Regions from separate parts of the Mus musculus genome. Here regions 1 and 2 are each linked to region 3. Evidence: chromatin contacts called from public Hi-C and HiCAR-type data. All regions are on one chromosome and are shown on one strand. The core of a region is the stretch at or near the end of the contact, and the rest is flanking DNA. Distances in the headings are between cores, read along the strand shown.

The links. Hi-C and Micro-C count contacts between places; a contact is called where the count stands out from the background. HiCAR-type assays count read pairs that join an accessible place to other places.
Region 1: a contact with region 3 is called in a HiCAR-type map of astrocytes, with 2.4 times the contacts expected there. The contact joins the promoter of Krit1 here to the promoter of Cldn12 in region 3. A contact is called at or near these places in 2 of 39 promoter capture datasets (cranial neural crest and hippocampal neurons) and 1 of 115 datasets of contacts at active chromatin or transcription factors (astrocytes).
Region 2: a Hi-C map of cardiomyocytes shows a contact between it and region 3, with 5 times the contacts expected there. The contact joins the promoter of Rbm48 here to the promoter of Cldn12 in region 3. A contact is called at or near these places in 1 of 39 promoter capture datasets (liver) and 1 of 484 Hi-C or Micro-C datasets (cardiomyocytes).

Annotation. Positions count from the first base shown.
Region 1 is chr5:3,801,619-3,804,803 of GRCm38.p6, reverse strand. Krit1 (KRIT1, ankyrin repeat containing) reads right to left here and starts at 1,639. Exons shown (of 17, transcript NM_030675.3): 1 at 1,321-1,639. It overlaps Ankib1 (ankyrin repeat and IBR domain containing 1), which reads left to right and starts at 1,680. Exons shown (of 20, transcript NM_001289527.1): 1 at 1,680-2,207.
Region 2 is chr5:3,595,156-3,598,521 of GRCm38.p6, reverse strand. Rbm48 (RNA binding motif protein 48) reads left to right here and starts at 1,975. Exons shown (of 5, transcript NM_172991.4): 1 at 1,975-2,556; 2 at 3,077-3,267. The coding sequence starts at 2,320. Pex1 (peroxisomal biogenesis factor 1) reads right to left here and starts at 2,456. Exons shown (of 24, transcript NM_001293806.1): 1 at 2,005-2,456. The coding sequence starts at 2,133.
Region 3 is chr5:5,513,185-5,516,332 of GRCm38.p6, reverse strand. Cldn12 (claudin 12) reads left to right here and starts at 1,357. Exons shown (of 4, transcript NM_022890.2): 1 at 1,357-1,568; 2 at 3,082-3,148.

The DNA.
Region 1 (3,185 bases), core at 390-2,889, 1.7 Mb after region 3:
CTATAGAAAAAAAAAGGCTTTTCTTAAAACTTCCTGTTTAGCAACTGCTTTTCATCTCAGATTAACACCGACTAAAACATAATAAACTATAAACAAGATATATACATATGTATGAAAGCCTTAAAAACTGCAAACCTCTTAAAAAGACACTGTATTATAGACACTGTACAAAGAACATGGCAACTATAGAAAATGATGCTTTCTATAAAGTACCTAAAGGAGAAACTAAGTAGTTAACTTTCTGCACAGAATTTAAAGTAAACCAATTCTTATCTCAATCAATTCATAAGAAAACGTCTATTAGCAAAGTGTTTCATTTGTGAATACTCATTATATATTTTAAATACTCATATTTTAAATATATAAAACAAACTTACTGCTAGCAACATATTCGCAAAAATTCTTTTTTTTTTTATTTTAAGTTTATTTTTAAAAAAGTATTTGTACTGGAGCACTTAAAATAGTCTTCCAATGACATAAAAGGAAACAAAGGTTGAAGCCAGGAAAACAACAAAAGCTACCAGCGATGAAGGTGAAGCTGGTGCAACTGAAACCGACAGGAAGAGAGAACTAGTCAAAAGAATAAAAATAAATAAAGCCATTGCTAATATGCTATATGGCTCACTGCACTGGAGAAATGCTCAGGCATGAATGATATGCTGCCTAAAAAATGAGGACTTATGTAAGTGGAGATGGTTCATAACTTGGAGGGCTGTCTGCGATTTTTTTAAAAAATATGCAGGGATATTGTTGATTTTCATTATGATTGACAAAGGAGAGGCATACAATTTTCACTTAGTGCCCACAGCAGGGGTAATTACTCCTTTGTGGGTCAGTGAGTTTGTTTACAATAAAGACACGCTAAGTTCCCTGAGAGAGCAGGACAGGAATGGAGCTGAAATCTTGAGGTCGGCCAACCACATCAAGGCTTCTGGTGAAGTTACAAAGACCGAGGGGAGGAGAGAGCAGAGAGTGCAAGCCAAAAGGAGACATAAAGGAAGAACTCGGATAGATGGGAGAAGACAGCTACAATCGATAAGCTGTCACTGTCCTGGCAATGACAACACTGCCTGGGAAGTCTTTCCCTTGGCACCACCCACCAGTGCTCCCCTACCGGGAAAAATGCAAAGCTGCTTTTGCTCCAAAAGTTCCCACCCAAGAGACGCCGGTGACTTTTCGGTACCGGCGTGTAAGAAACAACACGCCTTGATGCAGAGCCTCGTGGGCGAGCTTCGGTGCTCCTGCCGTTGGCTCCAGCCGGCGTCTGGCTCTTCTTGCCTTGCTTTCCTTGTTTCCGCCAAGGAAACGGGAAAGACTCACCCGGGCGGGCGGCGGATCCTCTCCCGAGCCGCTACATCCAAGTCAGTGGGTGGGGCGGCAGTCGAAGGATGGCGGAGCCAGCCCGTCACCGTTTTCTCATTCCTTCTGCCTATCTAGGAGGCCCACCCCAACTTCCTGTGGCAGGAAGCCCCTGGATTGTCACCAAAAGCCGCCCCGCGAGTTCGGGTCTCAGGGCACCTGTTCCCCACCGTCCTTCCTCTCCCTCGGCTCCAGGAACCCTTCAGCCTCTCCACCAGCTTCGGGCTCCCAAAGGCCTCAGCTCGCCATCCCACCGCTACCGGCGCCGGGCAATAACTTCCGGGGTTACGCCCCCAAGGCCGCTTCAGGTTTGCGGCTGAAAAAGCTTCCGGGTCGGCCCGCGGGGAGCCGCCGTTCGTGCCGGTCCGTGCCACTTCGCGCGGCGGCCGCAGCTGTCTGGGAGCGGGCGACCGTGAGCTCGCGGGGTTTGGCGGCAGCCGAGCCCGACGCTAGCTATAGCAAGGACGGGGGTCGGGGAAGGGAGGTCGGCCTCCGCGGCTGCGTGCGCACGCGGCACGACCATGCGCTGGACTTGAGCGAGCGGCGGAGGCAGGCGCCACCGCCCCCCTCCTCCATAGCCTGAGAGCGGCGGCGCGCAGCGGGAGAAGATGGGGGGCGCCCGCCCAGTGTGAGCTCGCCGGGCGCGTCGGGCTCGCGCAGCGCTTCCCGCGGGCCTCCAGCGCGCATCCTCCGGCTCCCGCAGCCGCCGCCGCCGGCGGGTGGGTGGGGCGCCGAGTGGACCCGAGAGGTCACCCGCTCGGCGCGAGAGCCAGGTGGCCGCGACAGAGGAAGACCTGCAGATCTGGGGGGAATCGACGCGAGCCCGGTCCCGGCCGGGAGAAGTAACCGTAAGTTTCTGCTTCGCGGCTCGGCTCTGGCCGAGGCAGTCTCGAGCCTGCCTAGTTCACGCCCTTCCGCGTCTCTTGCGAGGGTTGCCCTGTCACCCCTTCTCTCCCCGTCCCCGAAGGAGCACAGCATCCTGTCTGCCCTACGGGGTTTCTCGCGCTCGCGAATTTGCAAGCCTCCCGGTTTCCGCGGCGCGTCCCATCCTCCACACACGTCTACATAGCCTTGTCCCTCTGTCCTCAAAAGATTCGTGCCCTCCTTCATTTTCTGTAGAACCCCGGACCTCACAGTCTCCGCAACCCTTGTTGGGACCTGGAAAGCCTTGGATTCCACTAACTCCGTGGACCTGAAATAGTGAGGAGCGACTAGGTTAAAAGTGCTCTGTAGGACTGTCATGGGTGGGGATAGGTGCAGATGGCACCACTGAACCTTTATTTGTGTTGCTTTTGCCACCCAAACAAAAGAATGAACGCTCCTCTGTACCCTCATTCCTCTACGTATGTGTGAACTGTTCGTACATTGATGTTTGAGTCGGAGGTAATTGAAGCTACAGCTGTAATGAAGCAGGTCTTGAAGAGTTTTTATTCTCACAAGCGTCATTCTTATGGAACGGCATGTTGAAAAATCTTTGGATTGAAAGACCCATTCAGGTTTACTAGTAAATGTGAAGACCAAATGTGAAAACATCTGGAGTTTTAGATAGTGTACTTTGGATGCTGTTAATTTCTTACTGTTTTGATTACTGTTTGACTAGGCTGTTTCTCGTTAAATTTTAGTTTGCATTTTTAGGTTGCTTTTGCAGAACTTTCCAGAAATTAGATTAAAATATAATTTTAATACTGTCAGTGATTAGACAGCTGTCAATGCATTAACTACTTTTTAAGGTACTATTAGAAAGCAAATGATAATTCTAAAAATAATGTTACTCTGTACGGTGTAGGTTCTGTTAATATTCTGTAAACTAAGGTAGTATGGTAACA
Region 2 (3,366 bases), core at 726-3,225, 1.9 Mb after region 3:
GCATTTTCTTAATTGGTGACTGATGGGGTAGGGCCAGCCAATGGTGGGTGGTAACACCCCTAGTAGCCCTGGGTTCTATAAGAAAGCAGGCTGAGCAAGCCATTAGGAACAAGCCAGTAAGCAGCAGCCCTCCATGACCTCTGCACACACTCCTGCCTCCAGTTTCCTGTCCTGCCTGACTTCTTATCCTGGTTTCCTTTAATGATGGACTACAATGTGACGTGTAAGTCAAATAAACCTTTTCCTCCCCAGCATACTTTGGGTCACAGTGTTTCATCGCAGCAGTAGAAACCCTGACTAAGACAATTATTTTGGGAATTCTAAATAACCAAAAATGAAAATGATCCATAAGCAACAACACTTTACAGTTTCAGCAAAACATAGCTGTCACTTTAAATTTCTAAAAGTTGAGTTCAAAAGTTAATCATGGTGAGCAGTTATATAAGTTATGGTCAGTTTATGGTATCATACCAAGTAATTGCTAAAAGCAATGACCTCTCAACAAAAGTCATATTAATACTACACAAAACCAGGACAGGAAGCTGGGCGTGGTGGCGCACGCCTTTAATCCCAGCACTCGGGAGGCAGAGGCAGGCGGATTTCTGAGTTCGAGGCCAGCCTGGTCTACAAAGTGAGTTCCAGGACAGACAGGGCTACACAGAAAAACCCTGTCTCGAAAAAAACAAACAAAACAAAACAAAACAAAACAAAAAACCAGGACAGGAAACCTCATGTGTATCTAGCTCCACCTTTCTATAAACAATAAAGATTAGATATAAGCATGCAAGACTTAATCCAAATGCTTAGTATTTTACTTCTTCACTTCTCAAATAATAATAAAAATAATAATAAAGACCAAGACTATGTAATTCCTAAACAGTGATGAATCCAAGGAAGCAACAACATGTCAGGTTCAAATTCTTAGCGACCATAAGGAAGCATTTTTCTAAACTCATGGGGTGGTAAGCTTAATTTGAGATTTGAAAATACACTGAAAAATCCCCATCAGAAATGACAGGGAATAATGATCCAAGCTGGGATTTGGTAACAGTGAATGATTCCTTTCAGTCACCAGAAAGCAAACCAGAGAGTTAGAGAATATTTGGTGGAGATAAACTAACAGTAAGAATGGTTCTGATGAAATTGGTGTGTTCTGATAGGTGGACTGTAAAAGCAAGATAAATGTAGCAAAGAGGAAATAAAGGTAGAATACTTGAAGTCATTTCAAACTCTTGTATATTTTTTTTATGACCCAGTGTTCAGGTACCATGCATCTAGGATTTTAGATTTCAAATACTCTAACCCCATGAATACACTCAAACTAAGAGAGTCTATTTCTGCTCACTCTTAGGAAAATATGGATGCTGTATTTCCACCGATGGTTAATAGCCTTGAAACACCATAATGACAGAATCCAGACAGCTCGCTGAGGTCCAAGTAATCCTAGCTACCGAGGTGAAAGTGTGGGGTGTGAATAATTCCATCACCTTGTCACCCCGCCCCACCTCCCTCGCCGCACATATTCTTGCTATGTTCGAAGTCCTCCGGAGCAGGGAGAGCTATCTATCCTTTTATTAACCTTTCGCACAGGTTGGAAACCTTGGTAATCTACAAACCAAGTCTGCCACTCAACACCTCTATCGCTGCACCGGCAACTCGTTGGCAGGATAATGCTTTAGCAACCTGTAAGCAAACCTGTAAGAGCTCTCTAGAACTTTCCATCCTTGAGTGAGGGCCGCTTCTGACTGCTGGGGCAGAACCCTTGCATGCTCAGCTTGCTTTAACCGAGTTAAAGGGGTGCACTAGGAATTCCACGGTAGGGTCTGAGGATACACTAGCCGTGGTGTGGATGCACACGCTGCCACTCCACGCCATGCCCGCAGGGGGCCCTCGCTCACGCCTCAGCTCGGGGTCGGTGGCAGACGATGTCCCTGCAGGAAAAGGTGTCAGCTGACCCTAGTCCCACGAGACGTCAGTGGTGTCCGCGTCCCGCCAGCGCGTTACCTGCAGCAGGTGAAGCTGGGCCACGAGGCGCCGCGGCAGATGCAGGAAGCAGTCCCGAGCATTCGTGAAGGCCACCGTCACGACCGCCCCACCAGACCCCGCACCCGCTAAGCGATCGCTGCTCCACATTGTCCCAAGGTTCAACTCTCACCGGAGAGCGGAGTCCACCGGCTTCTCGTCAGGTGAGAGCGTCGGAACCCGAGAACATCGATCAGGCCCGCCCCCCTCTTCCCACGCCCGGCCGCTGTCACCCTCGGGCCACCTCCGAAGCTCTAGGGGGCGGCACGTCGCTCGTCGAATTCTCGCTCTCAGGAGATGATCGTCGATGGGGTCGATCCTTCAGCCAATCCTAGCACGCCTGGTCCATCCTGCTCTCTTATTGGACTCAGAGGAGCGCGGCTGGCGGATGTTGTTCTGGCGCGGGGGACTAGAGCCGGCAAGATGGCATCCAGTGACGGGAAACCTGGTGGCGTATTCGATCACCACGTCCAGACGGCTGTGTGTGACTCGCGGGCCAAATACCGGGAGGGCCGACGCCCTCGCGCGGTCAAGGTAGAGTGACTCGGATTCTTCTCTCCCCTCGGCAGGGACACTAAATTCCTGTGAGCACTAGCTCCCCAAGGCCTGCCTCCATAAAGGCATGGCAGGGATGTTGTGAGATCCATCTCTAAGTGGAGGGGGCACGAAGAACCCGGGCCCCGGTACCAAAGGTTATCACTACCCTCGGTTAGCTGCTTACCAAACCTCCAACCCACTATTTTTAGCTTTGTATCCTATGTGTTTACAATAGCGCTTCTCACAGGGCAAGCCCAGGGTGAGTGAGTGTTCAGTGGCTGTTTACATTAACCTCTCTGGAGTCAGCTTTTGGAAAAGACGTCTGTTAAGTGGTTTAGTCAGATACCCTTATGTGGAGTGTGGTAGTCTTTAGGCAGAAGAGTGACAGTTTAGTGTGTATGTTTTGCAGACCGGATTGTTTCTTGTTTTCAAAGCTCCATTTAAAAGGGGGTGGGAGGACCGATTTGCCATAGGCTTGTTTGAAGAGTACATTTAACGAGGTCTCCTTTGACTTTAGGTATATACAATCAATTTGGAGTCTCAGTACTTACTAATACAAGGAGTTCCTGCAGTGGGAGCCATGAAGGAATTAGTTGAGCGTTTTGCTCTGTATGGTGCGATTGAACAGTATAACGCTCTAGATGAATACCCAGCGGAAGATTTTACAGAAGTTTATCTCATTAAATTTGTGAAATTACAGAGTGCAAGGTATGTACAAGTTAAGCAGAACTCCTGTTAAAATCTTATTCCTGTTGCTGTCATTTTGGCCCCAACTGTTTCCCAAATGTACCCAAAGCACAGAAGCAC
Region 3 (3,148 bases), core at 108-2,607:
ATCTGAAAGGAGTTGGGGGAGAGGGAAATATAATCAATATTTGTATGAAAAAATTAAATAATAAAAAACTTGTCATCACAGAGGCCTGGGATATGGGAGGCGCCCAAGAATTCTATGGGGGTGACCTTAGCTGTGACAGCAATGGAGATTTGGAATCTGAAGAGCTTACTTCCTGTAGCGAGACAGGAACCCTGGTGGAGTGATAGAGACACCGATCCACACATAAAACTTTCAACCCAAAATTTATCTTGTCTACAAGGAATGCAGGCACAGGTGATGGAGCAAAGACCATCCCATAGGCAAGCAACAATCCCTGACACTATTAATGATACTCTGTTATGTTTGCAGACAGGAGCCTAGCATGGTTGCTCTCTGAGAGACTCCAATCAGAAGCTGACTCAGACAGACGCAGACACCCACAGCCAAACAGTCTCCAGAGCTTGGGGACTCTTACTGGAGAATAGGAGGAAGGATTGCTGTGCCCTGAAGGAGATAGGAACTCCACAGGAAGACCAATGGAGTTAACTAACCTGGACCCTTGGGGCTCTCAGAGTCTGAACCACCAACCAAAGAACAAACACAGGCTGGACCTAGGCCTTCCAGCTCATATGTGGGCCCCAAACAACTGGTGTAGGAGCTACCTCAAAGCTGTTGCCTGTACTTGGGCTACGTACCTGGCTGGGCAGCCTTGTCTGGCCTCAGTGGGAGAGGAAGTGCCTAGCCTCACAGAGAATTGAAGTGCCAGGGTTGGGGGGTCGAGAGGGCTCCCCGACTCAGGAGAGGGGGTTGATGGGGATAGGGGCAGTGTTCAGGATATAAAGTGAATAAGAAAAAAAAAAGATAATTAAAGAAAAGAGTTGTCAACATCGACAGTTTTTGTTTCTCTATTTGTGTGTATGTATATAGTGCGATGGAATCAACTGGAATTCACAGGCATCATTTTTGCTCTTTTTAACTTAAATACTGTGTATGAGTCCTTTGACATATTTATCTGCACAGGATGCACATATCAGAGAAGACGAGAGAGGATAGCTGATGTGTAGAAGAGTCAAATTAGAATACTTAATAATTAGTTTTATGTATGGAATTTTGCTGCAGTAGGGTATCTTTTGCCTATAGTTAACCCCAGAAGTAACAAGCAAAGTGCCCCTTGTAAATTTGTGTGGCTATGGAGTTAGACCTTTTTTTTTTTTTTTTTGCACTTAATGAACAACTTTTGATTGAGTAACCAAACGAATCTCAAATTTGTCCCTCATGCGTGTGATTGAGAGCATTCTAAAGCAAGCCGTAAACCTATCCCTAATAAGGTGCAAGAGGAAACGAGGGAGGCGGGACCCGGAAGAAGGAGGTGGTCTCAGGAATTGGCCCGCGGCCAGCGGCCCGATGGATGCTAGGAACTGTAGTTCCCGGCAGCCAAGGTATTCCCGAGCGGAGCCAGGGGAGAGCCTGACTGGTTCCCTGAAGCCTCCGGGGCGGCTTCGCCAGAACGCACTTCCGCGGCAGCGGAGGGAGACCAAGGAGCCGCGGCTCGGAGTGGGTGAGCGGGATGCCCGAGCCGTGAGGAGCCGGTAGGTGTGGTCAGGGACGCTCCCGTTTCCGAGTCTTTTGCAAGTAGTTGAAGGTGTTGCGTGAAACGGCGAAGCGGCGGCGAGTCGGCATTTGAAAGGTTGCCCACATGGGTGGACGTGGAAAAGTGGCCGAGGAGGTATTTGGTACCGCGTTTACAACGTTTTCGTCCCCTCCGAGGAGTGTGGAGCCGCGTTGCCGGGGCAGCCGAGGGCTGGGGGCGGGCGGGGGTGCGAGCTGCGAGCTGCGAGCTGGCTGCTATTTTGGACCCAGCGGCTGACGGCGCTGGTTGTGTAACGCTGACCTGCTCGCTCTCCCCACGCACCGGGCAGGGGTGGGCGAGCGGCGAGCGTGCGCCCGGGGAGGGCTCACGCCATTGGCTGGGCGCAGCCGCCCCCCCTTTGCCAGGCTCGGCCGCTCGGGGTCTCCTGAGGACGCGGCTCCCACCCGGACGTGCCGATCTGGCTGCTGCTGTCCCTCGACACTGCCCTGCTCTGCGAAGGGGCTAGTCTTCACTGCAGAACTGCTATGCCAGGTGACCTCATGGCAAAGGTTGCCCAGGGGTCCGATTGGGGTCATTGATTGTAAAACGAGCCCTTCTGACTTCGAAGCAACAATCTTGATTGATAACAACTCAAGAATCGTAGATGGGAGGTGGGGAACCTCGATGGAAATCAGCACCCAGGCCACATCCTGCATAATTACTGTAATAGGGCCAGCGATAAACGCCTGGATCCAGGAAGCTGCCAGGCGTTTATGAGTTTTTCACTCATCCTACCTGTTTGAGTTAACTAGTATTCCAACAGGAAGTCACTCCTCTTTAGAGATATGAAAACATACCAAATGGCAGGTTGAGCCAAGGACGATAGATACCACACAACATAAACTAAAAAGGACATACTAGTTGCAAATTTTAGGTTGTACAGAGCAGATTAGTTTTGTCTGGTTTTATGGTAAATACCGTCTTTTAAACATTTTAGAAAACAGTGCATTTCTTTTCATTCCAAGGCAACTGCATGGTGCTTTCTTTCACCGTGCTCCTTATGACACGGTAGGCAGGAACTAGATCTTGAAAAATAAATCTATTAATTTTTTTCTTAGATTTCTAACCCAGTAAAGTGATTTGTGATTTTTAATTTTAGCCTTAATTATCCCGAACTTTCAAATCACAAAATAAGAGTTATTTTCCTTTGAGGCTCATATCTAATAGTGAATATAAGAATAAATTGCCTGTGCTATTTTTTTTGTTGTTGTTGTGTTTTTGTTTTTGCTTTGTCGTGGTGCTGGCGTTTGAACTTTGGGCCTTCTACATGATGGGCAAGCATTGTAGCTGAGCTACACCCCTAACCTTAAACTGCCTTTTTGAAAAACTTATTGCTTGCCTGTTTGGCTGTAGCATTTTATTATTAAGTCTAGACAATTACTGCCCCCCCCCCCCCCCCAGTTATATGTGAGTTAAAATAGAGTTGCGAAGGAAGGACTGTAGTAATTTGGAGCATTTTTCTACTTTGGTAGGTCCAGATTATCTCTGCTTTGTGTGCAGATGTGCTCCTGTTGCATCTGAGTTCACTAAGCTGACTTT